Linked DNA regions of Mus musculus: region 1 is linked to region 2. The links are chromatin contacts, called in public HiChIP or PLAC-seq maps. All regions are on one chromosome and are shown on one strand. The core of a region is the stretch at or near the end of the contact, and the rest is flanking DNA. Distances in the headings are between cores, read along the strand shown. Region 1 overlaps Prkg1 (protein kinase, cGMP-dependent, type I). Region 2 has its middle 13 kb from the start of Mbl2.

Region 1 (3,332 bases), core at 673-3,172, 360 kb before region 2:
AGGATGAGATAAGAGTCTGAGTTTGGACGCTGGAGGAGTATCATCCCGTGGAAATGATAAGAGATACTTGGGACATCAAATGATACAAATGAGAAAGTATAACATAGATTGATATCTTTAATATTAGCAACAGAACAACAGTACCTCCTTATGTGTGAGATATCTGATGACCAGAGTACTAGGGAATGACTAAAACTTAAGTCGGAATCTAACCTAGAGTGGACACAACATTAAGCCTGACATGTCAGATACAGATGCACTCCACTCTAATAATGAACAGCACAGGTTCTCGGAATATTGAGGGTCACTCTCCTTAGAGTCTTTTTTAAAATCTTCAGTCTTTGAGAATTCCATGTATGTAGACAATGGCATATGATCATTGATCATAGCCACCCTCTGTTTACCGCCTCTAACTCCTCATGGATACTTTTTGACTTCCAAACTTGAGAGCCTTCGGGCTGACATAAAAACTTACCAGGAGTTGTATATTGAGAATGTGGCAAAACATAAAAAGAACAATTCCAAGAAGACATCCAGTGGTAGAACAAATTTAAAAAAGAAAAGAAAAAAAGAAAGAAAAAACCATACTGAGGTTGTGGCCACTGAGTATATTTTCTAATTGTGCCTAATTTGACACAATGCCAAACATGTAAATTTGTAAAGTAGGGCTTGTCCCTGCGTTTAGGAAGTTGCGATACTACAATGCTTTACTTGTCTATTCCTTGAAGATGATGTCAAAGCTTTTCAGAATTTACAGGTTTAAGTACCATGTTATCACTGAGACCGGCGAGTCTCAGCAGGGACAATTTTTATTATACAATATAGCATGTGGGTTCTCTCAGTCTGTGTGCAGTTGGATCTCTCTCCACCCTGAGATTGTCAGCGCACAGGGAGATATTTATATTCCTGACAGGGAGGCACTTGGGTAAAATCTCGTGGTCAATCTCCTCAGAATGTGCCGACCTTTTATAATGACTTGGGGAAAGGTGCTTAGTTCTGCCTCCTGGGTAATTATGAAGACAAAGCAGACAGGACGTTGTGACTATTTGAATTGTAGACTTTATGATCCTTTAACCCCAAAAGACATAAACGACTAGAACGGTTAATGCTTTCCTTCCCAGGAGGAATGAGTCATGAAGTCCCTACATGATATTCGGCTGATCTGTTTAAATCAAGAGTTTTATGTTGCCTTAAGTTCACCAGTCATTTTCAGTCAGTCTGTGACCTATGCCTTCTCTGCTTTGGTGTAAGATGGACTTTCATTTGGTTCTGGGACGGGTTTATCCGAGTGATTTTTGCTTACCCGCCAGCATTGCCATGGCTACTACAGGTTGTGAGTGTCTTAGCTATGTGCACATTATAGAGTCTAGCTGCTAAAGTAAGCTGTGTGTCTGGGGTTGTCCCTTACCTAGCTTTTAAGTAAGGAGTCACAATGCTGTATCTTACTCTGCTACATAGAAGACACAGGGCTTTTCTAAATTGGTAATTCCCAGGGCTGTGGCTTAGGGTCATCCTTATAAATACCACGCAAGTCTACTTAGTAAGTGATCAGAAATTACTGCCTAAGGCAAAGAACAAAACCCCAACGCTGAAAGGAATATTGAAAAAGTTTACATGTCCAGAGTTTTCTGGAACACTTCAATGTTCACTGCAGGCTTCTGAGTGGGGACATTTACTAAGAAACCTTGAGCAATTTCCCTCTTCAAAGACAGCCATCATAGGAGCTGAAAGCCCACAATTCCTTGGTAAGATAGGGGTAGTTTAGGCTGCTGTCTGTGGTCTTTTAGCACTTGTAGAACATCATTCTAGACCCTCTGGCTTTGGAAGTCTCTCTGGAGAAGGCAAGTGCTATTCTGATGGACCTGTTCTTAGGAATGACTCGTTCTTTCTGTCTGCCACTTTCTTTGTCCTGTTAATTAAAACATCTACAGCTCTGATTATGTGGTTTTTTTTTCAGGAGTTTCTTTTCTGGCCCTGCCTATTTGCTGCTCTTTGTACCTCCTGCAGTTTAATGAGCATCTCTTCCTTTAGATTTGGGGATTTTTCTTCTACAATTTTATCGAAAATCTATTCTGTGCCTTTGACCTAGGTTTTTCACCTATAGTTATAATTTGTGTCTTTGGTCTTTTTATAGTGTCTCAGATTTCCTGAATGTTTTGTTCATTGTACCCTAACGTTCTAGGTTATGGATCAGCTGAATGGTCCTTGGTGTTCAGTCTTTGGGCCACTCTGTGTTGATATGTAGATGGGGTTTCAGAAGTAACCCTAACTCAGCAAATAAGATACTACTTGTGGGTCTCTGGGCCCTGGGAGAATCTCTCTGTCAGTCTTGAGCTGTGGAGCCCTCCTTGGTTTCTATGGGTGTTCCTTGGGTTGGAGGAGCTGGGATCACAGTGAGAGTGGGCAATGCTCTGTAGGGATAGAATATAGGACACCACACCATCCTCAGATGGAGGTGGGTGGAGTGGAAGCCAGGCTGGGTATCCTTATCTGGAGTTAGAGGCACAAGACCTTATGAACCCCGGGTGCCTTGGAAGGTAGAGAGCAAGACTGTCTTAGGGAGTTTCTACCTGGAGTTCCAGGTCAAACTCTATACTGTGCTGGAGAAGAGCAATGCGTGCAATAAGCAGGTAGTTGAGAAGTTTGGGTTTGGGGGACCTACCTGGAGTTCAGATCCAACTGTATACTGTATGGTAGCAGTGTATGTGTAGGGTAGCATGCGGTAAAAAGATGCACTATGGGATGTAATAGAGTACAAAGTCACACTGGATGCAGTGCATAGGGTGGCTGGTAGGCAAGTGGGGGATGGGAATGGGTTTGGGGAACATACAAGAAATTCCTGGTTGGATTCCATATGATGCCAGGATGGAGTGATGGGAAAGGTGACTGATAGGCAGACACATAGGCAGAATGGGTCTAGGGGAAGCTACATGAATGTATGGGTTGTATTCCACTTAATGCAGAGAATAGAAAGGCTGGTGGACAGCAGTATAGGCAGAAAAGGTCTCATAAGACCTGCCTATTGTCCCCTGCCAGATCCAGGTAGTTCAGAATTCAGCCGGTAAGTAGGACAATGGAAGGATTCTTAGCAACCTACCTGGAGTTCCAGATCAGTTTCCACTTAGGGAACTGGGTAGAGTGACTAATATGCAGGCAGGTGGATGGACCAGGTCTGGGAATTCTGTCTGGAGTTCTGGGTTATTGTCTAAGCTGTGGCAGGTGATGTGGCAGGTAGGGTGGCTGATAATTGAGTGGGCACAGACGATCTGAGGAACCGCCCTGGTGTTCCAGGTCAGACTTATGCTGGGTGACTCTGTAAGTGAGATGGCTTA
Region 2 (3,009 bases), core at 348-2,847:
AGGAGGAAGAGGTGGAAGAGGAGGAAGAGGAGGAGGAGGAGGAAGTATGGGAACAACTAACCAACACTAAGGGTGTATGAAAAAGCCACACAGAAACCCACTACTTGTGTCAGAGCACGGTCAAGATGACGCATGGTGGACAATGCCTTACAACTGTTGTTTTGCTAAGTGTGTATGTATTACCAAATTGCCTTCTAAATACTTAGGTTAGTATCCTTAAAGTATTGCTCATTCCACCTGCCTTACTAAACCTTTTCTTAGAGTGTGTAGTTGTTTATGATGAAACTCATAACTCAAAATGCTGAGACTCCCAAGTGCCAAATCCCAAATAGGACATTTGCAACACCCTTCTCAAAGTCCCAGGAAACATCACAGACGAGGAAGAGGAAAGGATGTAAGAGTTGGCGGATAGGGAGGTTTCTCTGTGTCTTTTCCTAAACGTGCCGCAGGCTGACCTCAGTCAGCCCCTCAATTCATGGGAGAATCAGAGTCCCAGTACAGGTGGGCAGGAGTCAGTGAAAAGGTGACAAACAGACGCGAATAAAAGGGAGAGTTGTATCTGAATGTAATTTCTCAAAGGGAGCACCAGACTTATAATACAGAAGGAAAAAAAAGAAAGCTAGAAGAATACAACAGTCAAGGTACATGAGATGCATAATGGTTCTTTACACAAAACAAAGAAAATGCATACCTAAAAAGCTGAGAGGAGCCAGGCAGTGTTTGCAACTGAGAAAGGAACAGCCCTATCTAAGATCAGCTAAACACAGGAGCCAGGTGAATGGTCTGATGCAATGCTAGTCTATTGTTAAACCCACCACTAGGGGTCCCTTAGTAAATACCTAATTATGCTAGTCCTCTGAGCCAAGTGAAAAACATGCACCAGGGGAGTTCAGTTCTACTAACCCTTTCATGAATAATACAATACTTCAGTTTCTCCTAAAACCACAACCCACCTTCTTTCTATTATTATGTAATGTAGGCAGCCATTCATGTCTGTAATGAGAATTCTAAGTTTACTTTGCTAAGCTTGCCCTGAGATTTCTTCCCCCTCCCCTCCCCCCCACCCCCCAGACAGGGTTTCTCTGTGTAGCCTTGGCTGGCCTGGAACTCACTTTGTAGACCAGGCTGGCCTCGAACTCAGAAATCCGCCTGCCTCTGCCTCTCGATTGCTGGGATTAAAGGGGTGCACCATGACACCCGGCTGCCCTGAGATTTCTAACTCCTATCTGGCAAACTGAGATGCCTGATTGCTAACTGTCAACACGGGGGCATTTCCTCTGGATGAATGACATTCTTATGAAATTCCAAGCCCAGGGTCAGCTCAAGGACTGCCTAGGACATTGGTGAAGGCCAGACAGTAGAGGTCAACCTGATTTAGGTATTAGTAAAATCATTTCTTGGAGGCACCTATAATAAAACAATACTGAAAGAAAGCACAGAGATCCATACACCAACTAACGCAGGGACAGGTTTGGAGCATTCGAGCCAAGGTTCCAGGAGACTGATTTTCTGTGAAACTCTTTGCCTCAGGACTGTGTCCAAGCCTTTAGACCTATCACGTAGACTTCACTGGAGTGGGTGTGGTGTGCACGGTAATAAAATATCCTGACAAAAGTCACCTAAGGGCTGGCAAGATAACTCAGTGCATAACAGTGCCTGCCACCAAGCATAACTATCAGGGTTTAGTCCCTGTGACCCACATGGTAGCAGGAGAAAAACACTCTGAGGGCTATCCTCTGACCTCCACACACCTTTGGCTGCACATTCCCACACAAGCAGAGAGAATGAATAAAATCCATGTGCTTTAAAGTAACGAGGGAGTGGGGTGTCTACTTGTACTTACAGTGTATGGGTGTGATTCAACATGGCAGGGAATTCAAGGCAGCAGGAAGTTGAAGCCACTGGCTACATCACAGCCAGGATCAGGAACAGAAAGCAATGAATTTCTATGAATAGCCGGCTTTCTCCTCTGATCATTCTGATAGGGAATAGGAGTGGTAAACAGGGGCACTTCAATATTCTCTAATATAAAGACACACTTGTATTCCATATTATTAAAAAGACACCTACAATATACATATTATTATCAGTTTAACCTGTCTATGCCACCAGGGTTTGTCCTGAGCCCAGCCCCTGGGCCACAGCCCAGAGTCCTCTGTAGAGGCACAAGGTTGATAACTGCCGAAGCTAACCCCACTTGTCATTTGAGGGGGTGTCTGAGCCATGCAAGGGATAATGATAAGAGATGTAAGAGATGCTCGGATATGAGACATCTCAGAAATGTGGCTGACCACCACCTGACCAGCAAGACAAGAAATTCTAGAGTGGCTGACCACCCGCCTTCCCCGCTCGCCCCACCCCCCACGCTCCCCACAGCTACTCGAGCCTCTTGCTCCCAGCATCGGGACCTGTTAGCCGTCTCCGCACTAACCACTGTCTACTGCAACAAGAAGTTTTTTAGGCAGAGAAAGGCAGACAGCAGGACTGATCGATGGAATAAGTTAGTACTTCAAACACAACCCAGTGACATATACCTTAGCAAAGCAACCGTAATGAGTGTTAATTGCCAACTTGACAGAGGAGAATGACTGGGACAAGGACCTGTGGGCATTTCCCCTGGCTAGCGATGATATGTAAAAGCAGGCTCTCTGAATAAACAGCAATGTAAAGCCGTAGTTCCTCTCTCTGCTCATCCGCCTTTGTGGTAGCAGGGATCACAGATCTACTTTTCTACCTATAAGTATTTGTTTATTATATGCGCATGTGTGTGTATGTGTGCACTCGTGTGGGAGGCACACATACTCATGGCTCACCTGCGGAGGGCAGAAGATAACTCTGGGTTTTCCATCTTTGACTGGAGACAGGCTCTCTCACTGGCCTGGACATACCACCATAAAGGCCAGGCTAGCTGGCAAGGAGATGTTACCAGGCGGCTGCCCGTCCACCCGTCCATCTCCCATCCGAGCATCACCTGGATTACAGACCCATGCTTCCATACCTGTCTGGGTC

The links. HiChIP or PLAC-seq counts read pairs in DNA pulled down with a chosen protein or histone mark.
Region 1: an H3K27ac HiChIP or PLAC-seq map of trophoblast stem cells shows a contact between it and region 2, with 8 times the contacts expected there. The contact joins two enhancer-like sites. A contact is called at or near these places in 8 of 39 promoter capture datasets (the C10 cell line, the HPC-7 cell line, HPC-7-derived erythroid cells and 6 more), 1 of 15 datasets of contacts at CTCF or cohesin (the NIH/3T3 cell line), 1 of 115 datasets of contacts at active chromatin or transcription factors (trophoblast stem cells) and 4 of 9 other capture datasets (adipose tissue, embryonic stem cells, liver and 1 more).

Annotation. Positions count from the first base shown.
Region 1 is chr19:30,573,956-30,577,287 of GRCm38.p6, reverse strand. All of the region lies in intron 16 of Prkg1 (protein kinase, cGMP-dependent, type I), which reads left to right. Among named protein-coding and RNA genes, the nearest start is that of Dkk1, 26 kb to the right of the region's middle. Within about 2 kb of position 1,922, at least 2 of the 459 cell types and tissues checked have an H3K27ac peak or open chromatin away from gene starts, as enhancers often do. A contact at or near this core is called in trophoblast stem cells, where this site is marked.
Region 2 is chr19:30,218,034-30,221,042 of GRCm38.p6, reverse strand. No RefSeq gene overlaps it. Among named protein-coding and RNA genes, the nearest start is that of Mbl2, 13 kb to the left of the region's middle. Within about 2 kb of position 1,597, at least 7 of the 459 cell types and tissues checked have an H3K27ac peak or open chromatin away from gene starts, as enhancers often do. A contact at or near this core is called in trophoblast stem cells, where this site is marked.